Linked DNA regions of Mus musculus: all the other regions are linked to region 2. A link is a contact called in public Hi-C, HiChIP or PLAC-seq and promoter capture Hi-C data. All regions are on one chromosome and are shown on one strand. Each heading gives the region's core, a stretch centred on a gene start, on an enhancer-like site or on the middle of the called end of the contact. The rest is flanking DNA. Distances are from core to core; before and after follow the strand shown.

The links. Promoter capture Hi-C pulls out the DNA fragments that hold promoters and counts their contacts. Hi-C and Micro-C count contacts between places; a contact is called where the count stands out from the background. HiChIP or PLAC-seq counts read pairs in DNA pulled down with a chosen protein or histone mark.
Region 1: a contact with region 2 is called in a Hi-C map of rod photoreceptor, with 3 times the contacts expected there. The contact joins the enhancer-like site here to the promoter of Hcn1 in region 2. A contact is called at or near these places in 6 of 39 promoter capture datasets (the 3T3-L1 cell line, cranial neural crest, hematopoietic stem and progenitor cells and 3 more), 4 of 484 Hi-C or Micro-C datasets (cortical neurons, olfactory sensory neurons, rod photoreceptor and 1 more) and 1 of 9 other capture datasets (embryonic stem cells).
Region 3: a promoter capture Hi-C map of second pharyngeal arch cranial neural crest shows a contact between it and region 2, with 4 times the contacts expected there. The contact joins the enhancer-like site here to the promoter of Hcn1 in region 2. A contact is called at or near these places in 18 of 39 promoter capture datasets (the 3T3-L1 cell line, 3T3-L1-derived adipocytes, the C10 cell line and 12 more) and 2 of 9 other capture datasets (embryonic stem cells and macrophages).
Region 4: a Hi-C map of cerebellum shows a contact between it and region 2, with 2.9 times the contacts expected there. The contact joins the enhancer-like site here to the promoter of Hcn1 in region 2. A contact is called at or near these places in 6 of 39 promoter capture datasets (the C10 cell line, embryonic stem cells, hippocampal neurons and 2 more), 6 of 484 Hi-C or Micro-C datasets (the AtT-20 cell line, brain, cerebellar granule neurons and 2 more), 3 of 115 datasets of contacts at active chromatin or transcription factors (forebrain, neural progenitor cells and stem cell-derived neural progenitor cells) and 1 of 9 other capture datasets (embryonic stem cells).
Region 5: a contact with region 2 is called in an H3K27ac HiChIP or PLAC-seq map of embryonic stem cells, with 3 times the contacts expected there. The contact joins the enhancer-like site here to the promoter of Hcn1 in region 2. A contact is called at or near these places in 17 of 39 promoter capture datasets (the 3T3-L1 cell line, 3T3-L1-derived adipocytes, the C10 cell line and 12 more), 1 of 484 Hi-C or Micro-C datasets (bone marrow-derived macrophages), 7 of 115 datasets of contacts at active chromatin or transcription factors (SST interneurons, differentiating embryonic stem cells, embryonic stem cells and 2 more) and 1 of 9 other capture datasets (macrophages).
Region 6: an HNF4G HiChIP or PLAC-seq map of pancreatic cancer cells shows a contact between it and region 2. The contact joins the promoter of Emb here to the promoter of Hcn1 in region 2. A contact is called at or near these places in 5 of 39 promoter capture datasets (cranial neural crest, embryonic stem cells, pre-B cells and 2 more), 4 of 484 Hi-C or Micro-C datasets (all in embryonic stem cells) and 1 of 115 datasets of contacts at active chromatin or transcription factors (pancreatic cancer cells).

What each region holds. Positions count from the first base shown.
Region 1 is chr13:117,857,244-117,859,943 of GRCm38.p6, forward strand. The region is part of intron 3 of Hcn1 (hyperpolarization activated cyclic nucleotide gated potassium channel 1); the gene reads left to right. Among named protein-coding and RNA genes, the nearest start is that of Gm3474, 100 kb to the right of the region's middle. Within about 2 kb of position 1,393, at least 4 of the 459 cell types and tissues checked have an H3K27ac peak or open chromatin away from gene starts, as enhancers often do. A contact at or near this core is called in olfactory sensory neurons and rod photoreceptor, where this site is marked.
Region 2 is chr13:117,601,039-117,603,738 of GRCm38.p6, forward strand. It overlaps Hcn1 (hyperpolarization activated cyclic nucleotide gated potassium channel 1), which reads left to right and starts at 1,282. Exons shown (of 8, transcript NM_010408.3): 1 at 1,282-2,057. The coding sequence starts at 1,666.
Region 3 is chr13:118,003,993-118,006,692 of GRCm38.p6, forward strand. No RefSeq gene overlaps it. Among named protein-coding and RNA genes, the nearest start is that of Gm26349, 31 kb to the right of the region's middle. Within about 2 kb of position 1,374, at least 2 of the 459 cell types and tissues checked have an H3K27ac peak or open chromatin away from gene starts, as enhancers often do. A contact at or near this core is called in second pharyngeal arch cranial neural crest, where this site is marked.
Region 4 is chr13:117,939,536-117,942,235 of GRCm38.p6, forward strand. All of the region lies in intron 6 of Hcn1 (hyperpolarization activated cyclic nucleotide gated potassium channel 1), which reads left to right. Among named protein-coding and RNA genes, the nearest start is that of Gm3474, 18 kb to the right of the region's middle. Within about 2 kb of position 1,271, at least 10 of the 459 cell types and tissues checked have an H3K27ac peak or open chromatin away from gene starts, as enhancers often do. A contact at or near this core is called in the AtT-20 cell line and cerebellum, where this site is marked.
Region 5 is chr13:118,019,959-118,022,658 of GRCm38.p6, forward strand. No RefSeq gene overlaps it. Among named protein-coding and RNA genes, the nearest start is that of Gm26349, 15 kb to the right of the region's middle. Within about 2 kb of position 1,428, at least 17 of the 459 cell types and tissues checked have an H3K27ac peak or open chromatin away from gene starts, as enhancers often do. A contact at or near this core is called in embryonic stem cells, where this site is marked.
Region 6 is chr13:117,219,209-117,221,908 of GRCm38.p6, forward strand. Emb (embigin) reads left to right here and starts at 1,365. Exons shown (of 9, transcript NM_010330.4): 1 at 1,365-1,749. The coding sequence starts at 1,641.

The sequences.
Region 1 (2,700 bases), core at 143-2,642, 260 kb after region 2:
AGCAAAGTACAGGAGAAAAAATTTAAGTTTGCATGTTTTCTTCTTTCCCTGACTGCATTGGACTGAGAAATGCATGCTGTTAATTATTAAGGCAGTCAACAACAGTGTGTGGAATCGTCAGTGGTATTTCCTTCTATACTGAGGTACTAAGACATGATATATGTGTAATCTGTGTGTCCTTTAATGTAAACTTACTAACCATCAAAATTGGCATTGTGTTTCATTTTTAGTTCAGTCTTCCACATAAAGTGTACTAAGTAAATGCCTGCCTCAGGAAATGCTGGTTGTCGTTCCTTATTCCTAAAATAGAGGGTACTGGGTATGGCAATAGTAGAATTGGAAGCAAACAATTCCATAGGAGGATTCGAGGATCAACTTCTGGGATCATTTGATAAGATTCGTGAAAAACAATGACTAATCAATGAAAGATAATATTAGTTGAGTTGTCTTATGTGTGCTGGTTTTTTTTTCATCAGAACTTCTGTGAAAATAATTATTTCTTTAAAGTAAAAAAAAAATGGGTAGTTTCTTTCTCTAACAAGAAAGCAAGTAAATTGCCTTCCTTATGATGATTTCAAGAGACCGAGCCTGGCATTCAGTGGGAAGCAGCTTCACGTTATTTTCTTGGGTTATTAATGCCATATGTCAAGTCGAACATTTGCCCATGTACTTTCATTCTTATTTTTGAGAATCTAAAGGAGCTCATTGACAATGGGAACTGTGCGTGAATCGACATCTTCCCAGCTTGGTATGCTTGTAGAATCAAAAGCAGTAAGTCGTTTTTTGTTTTTTGTTTTTTAAGGACACATATTTTGTTTTAAGTATCCTTCTTTCTGTACTTATTTGCTACACATTTCCAGATAAGTTTCCATGAGTATGCAAGGGTGTACCTGGAAGAATCTAGATTGAACTTTAAATATTTTATAAAGAACCTCTCTCTCTCTCCTTCCTCCTTCTACCTACTCTTCTTATTACTCTTTCTCTCATAGACACACACACTCACACACACATACACACACATGTATGCAAGCACACAAGAGAGAGACAGAGACAGAGAGACAAAGAGACAGAGAGAGACAGAGAGAGGGAGAGAGATAAATATCTATAGTATTATTTTATTAATTTAACAAAATATATTCTGCCTCTTCTAAGTATTATTTGGTGTTTAAATTTTCTGTGTAATTGTTCATGGGATCTGATCAAGGATTCTGTAAATTATAAATATTACATTTGTATAAAGCTTATGTGGATTTAAATGTCAAAACAGATTATCCCCGAAGGGACGCTGAAACAGATGCATTACCTGCTAAGAATACACAGAACACACTGAGCACAGGGTAAGAGTTTTAAGTTGAGAGTTAGGCTTCTAAAAATAGCTGAGTGCTCAATCCTCCTGTCTTTTCTCACCACCTTACACGGCAGAGTATTCCCCAGGCTTATCTCTTAGATTGCATAAGCAATATAGCAACTTGAAATTACTTGTTGCTGAAGGCTTTGTCTATGTTTATGCAATTTAAGGTGATTCCTTCACACTCTAGATCTTACTAATATGTGTGGTTGGTTATTTATATAATTATTACACAGCTGTTAGAATGATCACTTAATCCTGAGATTGATATGATTTTTGCAAAAGACAAGTGTTTCCTACACAATTTCAATTTTGTTAAATGCTGATATCATGAATTAGTGCTAAGGACTGATGACATTATGGCAACACTGGGTAGTAAAGGTGACATTGTGTGACATACTGTTTCTCCCAGGTATGAACTAATAATAATTTGACTTGGACTGCAATTATCAAAATGGTAACAATTTATGCAGAAGATGCTCTGAGTTTCTTCTTAAACACTCTACTGTGAACCAAACACAAGATAACAAGGTGCTGCCTAAAATGTATTGTGCCTATAAACAGTATGTCAGGCAAATGAGAGACAGATGTTCTTACAGTGAGGCCATGGGCAAGTTAACGGAACTGAGAATCATATCATCATTCCAAGATGAATATAAAAAAGGACATTCTAGTTCCCACTAGCTATTGTGATAATCATAAGATCTTATATGTTGTTATAAGAGATTCATAAAAATCATACTTGATGTTTTTGCTTGTGGTTCTGACCATTATTGAAGAAAGAATACTGGCAAAATCATAAAGACATGGTTCTTTTGGAATCTTTTGTGTATCACACAATGATAGGCAAATCAGATGAGACTTGGAACAAATAATAAAATGCATCCTTCCTACATAGTAGAGTAAAATAAAGTTGAAACATCTGAATATATTATATTATGTATATATGTATTGACAGTTATTAGAGAAAATTTAGTTTTCTCAATGAATAGTACAAGTATTTTCCCATATCCTTTATGATTGCAACTTTCTATAAATGTATTAGCAAAATTGTTGGATCAATATTTTGTTTGTTTTCAGTGTCAGTGCTTAGCTCTGGTAGAGAGATCATAAGCCCAGTGGAAATCCATTTAGAAAATGAAAAAGTAGGAAAGCTATGGCATTCTGTCAATACACAAGATATATGAAATGCTAAGGGAAAATTCTACCTTTGCTGAGGTGGACGGTCAGAGCTAGAAACAGGTGAAAATATGTTTTTATAGTGACAAAGTGAATATTATATAAATACTCAACATAAAGGACTAAGTTTTAAGTAGTTTATGTTCTTATACAAACTTGTTTTCTCTATGGTT
Region 2 (2,700 bases), core at 32-2,531:
GAGTACAAAACAGAACAAAACCCAAAGTGATTGGCCTCACCTGTTTTTTTTTTTCATCTTGTGCCACAGGTTGGCACTCTGACAAAGAATCTCTTCCCGAAGTGTCTCTTCTCTCCCATGCGACCTTAGCAAACAGTAAATCAGAGGATCTATCTATGTCTTGGCTGGGTGAGCTTGGCTTTGAAGAGGCTGTGGGCATGGAGGTAATGCTTGCTGGTATCTTGAACAGATGTTCTGGGCTGCTTATAGTCTCGAAACTCTTCAGACTTCCAAGATGCCCTGCTGAGTGAATGGTAACTTTGGCAGCACATTTTGCTTCCATTAGCTAATCCAGTGGGTTGGGGAGACACCAAGGGAACAAGAGAAATCTGAGATCGCTGTCCTCAGCATCAGTCGCACGTGGTCAACTTCACCAGAGAATACTTCATGGCATCCTGACTGGATTCCAAGTTATCTCGACCTCTGAGCCTGGTGTTGCTGAACACAGTGCGGCATATTTATCTCTCTGTGTGGTTATTGATTGTATAACTTATCTTAAAAGGAAGGTCATCTTAGGCCACTTATCTCTTACACATTTTTTTCTTTTCTTTCCAGCAGGACTGGCCAATAAATTTGCTCACATGTGTGTTGATGTTAGTGGCCTTCCTAGGAAGGAACCCCATTCCCGTTTAAGGAGCTGTGTGAGAATAAACAGGATAAGTAGAAGGAGGTCAGTTGTCTGTCCCTAGGTACAGATCCTTAATCTGAAAAGCTCCAGGCAGCTGATTATCCAGGGCTACAAAGATCTATTTGCTAGTTGTGTGCCCCTCCCCGCCCCCATCTTTCATTTTTCCCTCTTGTCTTCTTGCTTCTCTCTTCTGTCCCTCTCTCCCTCTTTTCCACGACATGCCTTTTTCAGCGTGTCTCCTTGATTTTATCTTCACCTAGCTTTACAAGTGGATTGATAGTGTGCAGAATTAACCTGACCCCCTTTCTCTATTTGTAACATCATTCCAACAGGCGTTCAGTGTCTCTGGTGTTTTAGGTGGAGTTTTGTTCTGAATTAACGCAATTTGCTAGTTCAGCTCTCTCTCAGTCTCTGTCTGTCTGTCTGTCTGTCTGTCTGTCTTTCCCTTCTCCCCCCCTGCCTCCCTCCTTCCATCTCTCCTTCCCTCTGTCGTTTCCCTCCTCCCCTTTTCCTCCCCCTCCTTCCCTTTTCTGCCCTCCCACTTTTGCAAACCCACATCCAGAGAGCCTCCCTCCAAACGTACAAATACGCGTCCGGGGCGGGCTCAGGAGTTCAATGTCACGCTGGGCAGAAGTGGCACAGGCGAGCGGCGGGGCGCGCGCGGGTAGAGGCGGTCTGCGGCCAGCAGGGGGCAGCCGAGGGGCGGCGCTGGCGCGCGGGTGCCGAGCGGAGGAGCCTCGCCCCGCGCCCGCAGCCTCAGCCTCAGCCTCAGTACCAGGCGCGGCGGAGCCCGGAGCGCGGCAGAGCCGGCAGCGCAGCCACTGAGGGCAGCGGCGGCGGCGGGAGCCAGGCGCGCAGCGGAGCAGCGGGCGGGCGGGAAGCAGTAGCCGCCGCCGCCGCTGCCGCCGCGACGGGCAGCCGGCTCCGGCCCCTGCTCCTTGGCTTCGAGCCCCCGGCGAGTCTGGAGCCCGCGCCGTCGCCGGTCGCGTCCTCCGGGCATGGAAGGCGGCGGCAAACCCAACTCCGCGTCCAACAGCCGCGACGATGGCAACAGCGTCTTCCCCTCCAAGGCGCCCGCGACGGGGCCGGTGGCGGCCGACAAGCGCCTGGGGACCCCGCCGGGGGGCGGCGCGGCCGGGAAGGAACATGGCAACTCCGTGTGCTTCAAGGTGGACGGCGGCGGAGGAGAGGAGCCGGCGGGCAGCTTCGAGGATGCCGAGGGGCCCCGGCGGCAGTATGGTTTCATGCAGAGGCAGTTCACCTCCATGCTGCAGCCTGGGGTCAACAAATTCTCCCTCCGCATGTTTGGGAGCCAGAAGGCGGTGGAGAAGGAGCAGGAAAGGGTTAAAACTGCAGGCTTCTGGATTATCCATCCGTACAGTGACTTCAGGTGAGGACTCCCTGGAGCCGCCCCACCCTGCTCCCCCTGACGCGCCTTCCAGCATCCTATCCTGCCTCTGGGAAGGTGCGCCCCGGGGATTCACAGTGGGGGTGCGGGGCAGGCGGGGCGGCGATGCTGGAGGCTTCTACTTAGACTGGCCATACTCCACTCTTCCAACTAGTTTCCACCGACGACAGGTTTAGGGTAGGGAGTTTCTTCTCCCCGGAGCGCCAGGGAGGCTCTTCTCCTTTGCCTGGTGAACTTTGGGGACAGCAGAGGAGGGAAGAAGGCCACCGTGACCCGTGGACGGGAGGTTGTTAAGTTGCACTAGGGAAACTTTTAGTTTGGTAATGTTAGGACGAGACAGGTATCCTTGCTAAGAGCAGTTCCCCAAAGAAATGAAAAAAGATGCTTCTGGGATCCCGGAGATGAGGAAACTGGAGACAGTGACTCACAGGTCCTAGCTGTTCCTGCCACTCTCGCCCCTGGGAGTGTTAATCTGTTGTTCTTATGCTTATAGGCACCCCTGTCACCACTGAATTTCTCCAGATCAGTGGCTGGCAGGCACAGGAAGGGCACTTGCGCTTGGGTAGTCAGTCTCTGACTTGAGATTTTAGCGGAGCGGGCGCTGCCCCACTGGGCAAGAACTTGA
Region 3 (2,700 bases), core at 124-2,623, 400 kb after region 2:
AAAGCTCATGAAACTCAAGAAGAAGGGAGACTAAAGTGTGGATACTTTGTTTCTGCTTAGAATAGGGAACCAAATACCCATGGAAGGAGTTACAGAGACAAAGTTCAGAGCTGAGACTGAAGGAAAGACCATCAAGAGACTGCCCCACCTGGGGATTCATCCCAAAAACAACCACCAAACCCAGACACTATTTCACATACCAACAAGATTTTACTGACAGGACCCTGATATAGCTGTTTCCTGTGAGGCTCTGCCAGTGCCTGGCAAATACAGAAATGGATGCTCACAGTCATCTATTGGATGGAACATAGGGTCCCTAATGAAGGAGCTAGAGAAAGTACCCAATGAGGTGAATGGGTCTGTAGCCCTATAGGAGGAACAACAATATGAACTAACCAGTACCCCCCAGAGCTCATCTCCCTACCTGCATATGGAGCAGAGGATGGCCTAGTCAGCCATCAATGGGAGGAGTGGCCTTTGGTCTTCAGAAGATTCCATGCCCCAGTATAAGGGAATGCCTGGGCCAGGAAGCTCAAGTTGGTGGTTGGGGAGCAGGGGGAGGGGGAGGGTATAGGGAATTTTTGGAGGAGAAATTAGGAAAGGAGATAGCATTTGAAATGTAAATGAAGAAAATATCTAATTAAAAAAACAGAAAGAAAAAGAACAGAAAGAAAAAAAAACAGAAGGAATTCTCTTGATCAATGTATGATCACCTGGCAGGAATGAATTTGTGCTTGTGCTTAGAAGCAGATGCACATTTCCTTCTGTAGAGGTAAAAGGAGCTATATTCTGGCTCAATCATGATGCATATCACATCAAGTGTTTATAGAAGAATGCAGAATCCAGGTGCACAGTAAAAAGATTGGGAGAGGAGGAGAGAAAAACAGGAGGCAGCACAGGGAAAACTCCAGAACTGAGTTAATTAAGACTGTGGTAAATCAGAGGCAGACAACATACACTGCTAATGAATTGGAAAGCACATGGAGAGAGGAGACTTTAGAGAAGCCTAAAGCAAGCACTGACCTGAGGAAAGAGATCTGAAGATTGCTACACAGCTGCCTTTGTGACTTAGGAGAATTTAAATAAAGATCCCTCCCCCATCTCAGCCCCACAGGGGACCAGTTTAAAAAATTAAAAGAATATTTATAAAGAAAATATACTTACTATTTTAACTATAGTATCTATTAATGTTTTACAAATTATCTTTTTGAAGTCTTCTTAGTTTATTTTCCTATTGCCATGATAAAATATTCAGAAAAAAAAAAGAAACTTTAGGGGAAAAAATATTTATTCTGCCACATGGTTCAAGGGTATGGTCATCATACTATGGGAGTCATCCTGGGAGCAGGAATTTGAAGTAATTGAAATAATTACAAACACATGTGTAATGAGAAAAGAACATAATGAAAGTGTGTTCTGCTCTGCTCCCATTTTTTTTTAGCTGTATATTTTCTGATCCCAGCCACAGATGGAATATCTTGTCACAACACTTACCACAATAATTCCTCAAAGGCTTTCCCAGAGTCCTGTCTCCCAGGTCATCTAGATTAAAATTGACAATAATACCAACCATTATATCTTCCAATTGTCCAGTCGATTTTTGTGGTCTATATTTTCAAGCCAGAAAACCAAGACTCGGGAAAACTTAAATAATTAGTTTAAGAATAGAAAACACCCAAATGAAATAGCAGTAGTTAGGTCTTTTTTTATTTTATTCTGCTAACAAGAAAAATATGACTATATGACTTCTAATATAGGTTCCTTAGTATAGATATCAGTACCAGACTGGGGCATTTTGTTACAATGCATCTTAGTCAGGGTTTGTAATCCTGCATAAAACATAAGCAAGAAGCAAGTTGGGGAGGATAGGGTTTATTCAGCTTACACTTCCACATTGCTGTTCATCACCAGAGGAAGTCAGGATAGAAATTCACATAGGGCAAGAACTTGGAGGCAGGAGCTGATGCAGAGGACAAGGAGGGGTACTGCTTACATTGCTTCCCCTGGCTTCCTTAGCTTGCTTTCTTACAGAACCCAGGACTACCAGCCCAGGGATGGCAACACCCACAATGGGTCCTCCCCCATTGATCACTAATTGAGAAAATACCTTACAGCTGGATCTCATGGAGGCATTTTCTCAAGGGAGGCTCCTTTCTCTGTGATAACTACAACAGCTTGTGTCAAGTTGAAAATCAGCCAGTACACAATGAACAATTACACAGATAATCCTTGTTTAGGCTTGTTACCTAAAGCCTATCTATTACATGAGATGTTACTTGTTGTTGAACGTTCTTTGGGTTATAACCGTATGACTTAAGGCCAACTTTTAGAGTATACAGAGACCGATTGCACTGCTCTGAACAGCCTGTGTCTCTCTCCATACCATCCTTCTCGTCAACCTACAAACTTCTGATAACTGATATTTTCACCTCATCTTAAAAAAATTTTTGCCTGTATTTTTTCAAAATGTCACTTATATGGAGTCTTCTAATATATCACCTCTGCATATTAACTTGTTTCACTTGATAATATTCTTTTAAGTCTCTTCCATATCACTTCATGACTTGACAACTCCTTTCTATTAAGTGCTAAATATCTTACTGTCTAAGTGCACTCTGATGATTTTCCAATGTCAAACATGTTGGAAGATTCCATGTTTTGGGAATTATGAATACATTTATTTAAAGTATCCTTATGCAG
Region 4 (2,700 bases), core at 21-2,520, 340 kb after region 2:
CCCAGCCCGGGGTTTCTACTCTTTCTTTGATTATTTAGTTCCTGGACAGAAGACACACAAACAACTTTTATATTTACAATAAGCCATAAGCAGCACAAGAACTGGACAGATACTTACCCTCTATGCTGTTAGAATCGATTTTCCTATCGATAGCCCCAAGTTATTACTTACTATGTTTCATTTCAGCTTCTCTTAACTCCAATTGGCCAGACCTCAAGGCCATGTTTTTATGGCTTACCTAAGCCATGGCAGCTTCTCTCTCCTCCTCCAAAGACTTCTTTCCTCCTTGTTTTCCTCCAACCCCAAGCTGGAAATCCTAAACCCCACCTATCTCTTCTGCTCAGCTATTGGCTGTCAGCATCTTTATTTACCAATCAGAAAAAATTTGAAGCTAGGGTCACACAGGTCTACATCCAGATTCCAGGGCTTGGGAGCCTACACTTAGCATTTTAATTAACAACAAGACCAAACCTCAATATAGTTGAAATAATAATCATCCTTCAAGACACAAAGTTTAGATTTGGAAGCAATGAAAGAGTCTTTGTCTTTCTCAAAAGAACATTTTAATGTACAGAGTCATGCAGGTATACAAGACGCTCAGGTCTTTGACACTGTGTGGTATTTCAGTTTAACACATCCTTACAGAGATCTCTCATAAGTACATAAAGAAACACGGAGAGAGTATGTCTATGTGTATTTCTTAGGTTTTCTTTTTGGCTAATTTTCTTTGTTTTATTCTATTCTTGTTTGTTTTTATTTTATTGTTATTTTCGACACCTGTTTGTTTTCTAACAAAAAAAGAGAAATAAAGGGTGTGGCTTTGGGTGGGAGGGAAGGTTGGGAGGACCTAGGTTGGGGTTGGATGAGGGACAACCATGATCAGAATATACTGCATGAATATATATATATATATATATATATATATATATATATATATATATGATATATACATACATACATACACACACACACACACACACACACACACACATATATATATATATATATATATATATATATATATATATATATGTATATATATAAAGGAAGCACTACTTGTGATTAAAGCCCTGACTCAGAACTCTGCTGTTTGAGTAGGCTCATTTGGAAGGCCCTGCTGCTGCCCTGCCGAGCTGCACTGCTGGTGGACAGATGGCTGGTTTCTCACTGTGCCCTCATTTCAACTCCATCTCTGGCTGGCTTCTTTTCTGTGTGGCCTTCCACCTGTGCTGACAATAGATGGAGGCAGTTCATTATGGATCACCTTACATGTAACTCTTAGATTTAGACCTCACTGCACATTGGAAGGTCCAAATAGCTCTCACCTTGCATCAGCATCACCGGCTGACCTTGATTCGATATGCGTCACCTGTTGGAGGAGCTTCAGCACATTTTATTGGTTGATGCTTCCTCTCTCATGATATTCCAAATTAAATTACCAAAGTCTATATTTAGGACCTAATCTATAAAAAGATTACCAAGCAGCATGATGTGGCTGTATGCTCAGCATCCACAGAGCCAGGCTCGAGTCCCGGGGCCGTGGGGAGGAACTAAATGCATGTCTCTGAGCAATTTGTCTGAAGTCCAAGAGCTCAAGACTATATTCTGTAAAATGAGATTATTAAGTCAGACACCTCCTATGGTGACTTCAAGCTGAACAATTCATTGGAATGACATTTGCGGGGGGAGTAAATGTGCTTGGCCAACTCTTTAATTTTAGGTGTCTAAACATGTAAAATATTCCTAACTATACTTAAGTCCATGTTATTTTTTTTAAAGAGAATGTGCCTTATCTTTATCATTATTTAGGATGTTGAGTTTATGCCACTCATCTAGCATTTTTCACAAGAAGTCAGGTAAAATAAATAAAGATGGCTATGCTTTGAGGTTTCTTAAAATATGTTGAGAGGGAGCGGGATAATGAACATGGGCCTGGGTCTTAGAGAAGAGGAGGATGGTGTCTCCAAGACTCAGTTTCATATCTGTAAATTTGGATTAATCGTAATTCTCCCCACATTAGGTTTGCACAAGGAACTAGATAATTCAATATATCTAAAGCATTTAGAACAGTACATGGTTTCTAGTATGTCCTGTGTGTTAAGCATTAAATATGCGAAAGGGCCAATGTCATATAAAGCAAGATATATGCATGAGGACACTGCCAAGAGTTCATTGATTTGATGCTCATGTCAACTGAAAAATGTGTGCATTCTCCTGATTGTGTTTACCTAAACGTGGTAGCACTGAAACACAGCCTAAGTCAATGTGCACAGTCGAGGATGGGCTGTGTGGAAGGAATAAGTAATCTTAAAGGATTTTCAACTGAAATACAGCTTCAATCTTTTAAATTATATTCACTTCACTACATGCACATATAAACACACACACAAATATATATGAACTGATATTCTAGAGTTTTATGAAATCAATATTCTCTAAATAACTAGTCTTAAGGTTCCAGGTGTGATGCTAAATAATTTTATAAATATAATAGTATTTTACCATAATAAAAGATTTTGAAATTTTCAACATTAAAAAATGAAGAAATGCACAATGAGTTAGATGCAAACATAACATACAGTGTATATAATTACATGATGTCTCATTTCTTTGTAAAGCTTTTCTTTTTTGTGTGTTATTTAAAAAATTACTTAAAATATATAAGATTTCTTAATTATCAGTATTGAAAGAAATATAAGC
Region 5 (2,700 bases), core at 178-2,677, 420 kb after region 2:
AGGCATATAAACAAGATGTGTACCTTTTATGATGAATATTTTTCATATTTAAATCTCCTTTGAACAGTCTCAGGCTTCTAAGGAGATCCATTATATAAATATTTTCCCTTTGCTATCTTCACTATTTAAATGAGGAAAACAAATGTTGATTTTAATTTTCACCAGATATAATGTAAGATTCACTAGAAAAATAAATGGAAAATTATGGGTTTTTTTTCATTCTTTCCATCTATATTATTGTTCCTATGGAAGTAGAGATATTTTAAAGAGTTACTTGTACTATTAAAACAATGAATCTTGAAGAAAAGGGAATTTCCCCAGACATTTTATGCTGGGAGATAGAAAGGGTGTGTCTGTTGCTGTAGTGAGACACAACCAGAGAGCAATTTGGGGCAGAAAGAGTTTATGCAGCTTACTCTTCTGTATTGCTGTTTGTCACTGAGGGAAGTCAGGGCAGGAACTCAGTTATGGTAGGATCCTAGAGGCAGGAGCTGATGCAGAGTCCATGGAGGGGTGCTGCTTACTGCCTTATATCCCATGGCTTGCTCAGCCTGCTTTCTTATAGAACACAGGACCACCAGCACAGGGATGGAACTACCCACAATGGGCTGGTCCCTCCCCCATTAATCACTAGTTAAGAAAATGCCTTACAGCAGGGTCTCATGGAGACTTTGTTGTTGTTGCTGTTTGTTTTGTTTTGTTTTGTTTTTTCAATTAAGCCCTCCCTTCCCACATCTTCAGACACCTCTTGTTTGTGTGTCATTCTGATACAAGACTGGCCAGAACAGGGTTCCAGAGAAATTTAAAACAGTTCTAACAGCTTGTCAAACAATCTTACTGGATAAGACTGAAAACCAAATAATGGTAGGAGGGCCCACTTAAGTCCTGCTTAAGTAGGACTGCTTAGATGTTCATAGCCTATGATCTTAATATCTTCAAAATCCTCAAGTCAAAGTTGAGGGGTTTGCTGGCTCTCTTTGTCACTCTTCCCAATGTGACCACATCGAAAAATCATTTTCTGCTTTCTGCCTTTCATTTAGCTGTTTTAGCTGGCTTATTGAGGACCAGTGGCTGGGCATGACATAAAGTATAGGTTATGAGAAATTAGAACTGAAATCAAGTCCCACTGGGTATGGTAGTGCTTGCTGAGAAACCTGGCATGTGCTGTTGTGGAATTCAAGGCCACCAGGGAGACTACCTAAACTCTATTGAGGTTTAATTTAAGAATTATATCTAAGTTGCAGCTGACCAATCTCCTTGGTGGGATTTGAGACTGCCACCTAAGCTTAAAGGGGAGGCAGGGCCTTTAATAAGCAAAAGCCACAGTTTCTTTTTGTGGACAATTTCCTCTGTAGGTGTGAGATAACATACTGGATCTTTTGCATTCCTAGAATTCCTTGTATTGTCTAAACAATCTCTAGTTACACACAGGGCTGGCCTCAGACCTCAGTGATGGAGTACTTAGCTACTACAGTGTGAAGGTGAGACTGGAGGATCATAAGCTAGATGACAGTCTAGGTTGTGACAAGACCCTTTGTGAAGGCCGTGACATTGAGTTGCCATTTCAAAGGTGACAAAAAGACAAGAGGTTATTAAAAATGGTTCTCACTATGACTAGTAGGAACTAAATATGTTGCCACTTTGGTCCCTACTTGCATTCTGTTTATTATTTTTCTCTAAGCTATAAACATATCCCACCACAAGATTCAGGTGCTAAGACAAAAAATATAACTAGTCTAGCAGAGATGAAGATATTCTAAAGAGACACATATACCTTTTTGATATGTTTTGTAAAATGTAGTATGATGCAGTGGGATTAGGACTGGTACCTTAATGGGCCCGTGCTGAGTCATCCTCTTCCCCCCAGGTATAAGTCACACAAAGAGTCTAGTATAAAATGAAGTTTATTTGGGGGCATGGGCAGGATGGTTGAGAAGGGAGTAGAGGCAGAGAAAGAGAAGGGACAGACGTGGACAGAGAGAGAGAGAGAGAGAGAGAGAGAGGAAGAGGAGGCTGGACAGGAACTGGTGGAGAGAGAGAAGGGGAGAGGGAAGGAGAGAGAGAAGCCAGAGGAAAACCAGACAGAGGCAGAGATGGGAGGTGGGGGAGTGTGAGAGGCCAAACAATCTTTTTATAGCAAGCCAGGCTCCTACCTAGTTGTTGCTAGTTAATTGTTAAGCGGACCCTAGAAGGGATGCCAACATGCTAACATTCCTCCATTTTGGTTTAATTAAAAATAGAAACTAGAAAGAGGTGATGGTGAAGCAAGTAGGGTCATGGTGATCTTTAGCTGCTTCCTGCTGACTTTGGAGTAACATGTTTCTGGGAAACCTAAGAAACTGGGGATGGGGATGTTGGTCAAGTTGGCCATTTCTTTGTTGTCCAGGGTCTATTGGACCATCTACAGGTAGAAAGGTCCAGGTCCAGGGTCCCCTATGAAGGAGCTAGAGAAAGTATCCAAGGAGCTGAAGGGGTTTGCAGTCCCATAGGAAAAACAACATTATGAACTAACCAGTACCCCCCAGAGCTGCCAGGGACTACACCACCAATCAAAGAAAACATGTGGTGGGACTCATTGCTCCATCTGCATATGTAGAAGAGGATGGCCTAATAGGTCATCAATGGGAGGAGAGGCCCTTGGTCCTGTGAAGGTTCTATGCCCCAGTATAGGGGCCAGGGCCAGGAAGTGGGAGTGGGTGG
Region 6 (2,700 bases), core at 115-2,614, 380 kb before region 2:
ACAATCATCTGTAATGAGATCTGATGCCCTCTTCTGGTGGTCTGAAGACAGCTACAATGTACTCATATATAATAATAATAATAATAATAATAATAATAATAATAATAATAATAGACCTGCCCCCACCTCAGGCAAGCATTCCATCACAACTAGTATTTGCTGTGTTACACAGAGACACTATTATCTTCATAGAGACCTCAAACAAAAAGGTAAAAATTGCTACGGGTCGCGTTTAATGCCCTCAGCGTAAATGACATGACTTTTCTTCTTCTCCATGTATAAGCCCACAGTTTTCCAGGAATCTCACCTGCAACCCCATTTACAACAAAAGGAAATGTCTTAACTATCCGGTAGAACGCTTGCAGTCCATGTTTTGATCTTATCAGACTGTAACTCCACGAAAGGCGCCCCTGTAGCCACCCTACAAAAAGGAGGGATGGGGGGAGGGGCTCTTAGCAGCCCCTTTGAGTTGTAACTTGGGAGCCACCAAAATGGTCTTTATGGTTACTGTTAAAACACAGCTCTGAAACCCATGCACCTGGTCTTGGATGTGTCTTATTGTTATTAGCCCTCATATTTAAATCTACTCTGAGAAAACCCTCTTTTTAATTAACTCCAGCTCTGCTTCATACCACATCATTCTTTAATTCCTTCCTTCAGTTTTACCTGAGTGGAGGTTCCTAAGGGACAAAGGGCTACTAAGTAGGGCTTGCTGAGTGCCCCGGATTTAAGGCTCACTAGTTTTAACCTAGACGCCTTTCCCGCTGAATAGGAAAACAATTGTTTTGAACTATCTCAATTTATTTGATAGGAGAGTAAGAAACTTCAACCTCCGGCCCCGCGTGGGTAAGAGATAACATTGTATTCCACAATGTTTGACAAAGATGAATGGCCTTCTGCCATTTACACAGAATCCCCTTAACTTAGTTTTTGTTTGGTGAGCTCTTTGGCGCCAGGAGAGCTGTTGCCGCAAGCAAACAAAGGGAAACACACTGTGGGGCCTAGGGACTCTGAAATCTTAATCCGGAGGGAACTGGCCAAACCTTCAGAGGGGGAGGGTATGCACGACTAATAGAAAGCTCTGAGAAACATTAATTTAAGTACCGGGCTTGGGGGCACTGAATAGCGCCCTCGGTCTGGTAAGAAGAAACCTTTGCACATCCAAAGATGTATAGGAGCAGAACTATCCGGTCCTTTTCACCTGTCACATCAAAGTAAATGTGTGAACCCATCCAACGGATGGAAAGAACACTCTGTGGGGAGTTGCAACCCCTCCGGGAGGTGATGGGGTACACACACCTGGCTGGCTCCAGGAGCTAGGTCCCTCCCCAACCTGTGTTAGCCAGAGGGTGGGGGCGGGAGAGGATTCGGCGCCGAGGTTGCACAGCACATCCGGGCGCGCCGGTAGCGGGCTGCGGGCTGCATAATTGATGGAAGGCCGGCGCAATTGCGCTGGGAGCGTCTCGGGGGTGGAGGCCAGGGCGGCCGGGCCCCTCCCACTCGGTTTATTCTCGAGTGTCCTGTCCCCAGGACTGGCAGTGGGCGCCCAGTTACCAGCAAGTGTACACAGGGACCAACGGAGACGGATCGCAGCGAGCTGAGGGTGCCTTAGCGACCTCCTGGACAGACCCGCCCGCGCCATGCGCTCGCACACTGGCCTGAGGGCGCTTGTGGCGCCTGGTTACCCGCTCCTCCTTCTATGTCTTCTGGCGGCGACGCGCCCTGATCCGGCTGAGGGCGATCCCACAGGTACCTGGGGGGTTCGGGGGGCTGGCGCGGGGAGGGCTCTGGGTTCACCGGAAGAGGCTCAGTGGCGGCGACCCTCCAGCCCGACGACATCCCTTGCCGCTCGCGCAGGGGCCGCGGGGATGCAGGCGCAGGCGGCTACGGAGCGGAGAGGGGGGTGGCCTTTCATTGGCTGGGCGCGGGTTACCCAAGGAGGAAACGTGGGAGCCCGGGTGGCTCCGCATCCGCCGGGTATAGGGATGATCCCGTCCCAGTAAAGCTCAGTTTGATCCTGGGAGCTGGTAGTGAGACAGGGTCGGATTTTTCCTAGGAAGTGGGCAAATAGAGTGCGTGGGTTTGTGCGGGGGAGACTGGGGGCTTCTGCTAGTGTGGCATGATTATGAGTCCACATTCCGCGAGGCCGGCTCCCTTCATTAGAGCCACAGCGAGGCTCTCGTATCACCTTTCCTCCTGGCAGGTGTTGAAATTGAGTATGATTTTTAGAGCAGAGGGTAAAAATCGCGATAGCCAGCCAACTCAAACAAGCCCAGATAAGAAAATTAGACGTGTGTGTTGTCTTTTCATAACAATCTTTATAAAAACAAAACATTTTTCAAGGGTGTTGGGTTGCGTGTTTACGGCATGCGGACAGAAGGATTTCCGTGAAAAACATTACCGGGTCAAGATCTATTTTGCCACCTTAACTCACCTTTTTATACTTTATGTGTTGCAAGCGATCCAATGCTTTTCAGTGCAAGTTCCTGTGTCTGTGGCAGGTTAGCTCCCATTTAAGTCACCACTAACTTTCTTAAGCAGTTGAAAGACTGGCTTTACTGGGAACTAAATCCAGACATTATTCCACACAAGGTTTTGCGCTATTATAAATTATTTCCATGAGGTTATAGCATGTAGATTGGTTAAACATAGTATAAAAGAAAATGGTCAAAAGGACACACACACACACTGTTAACTTGG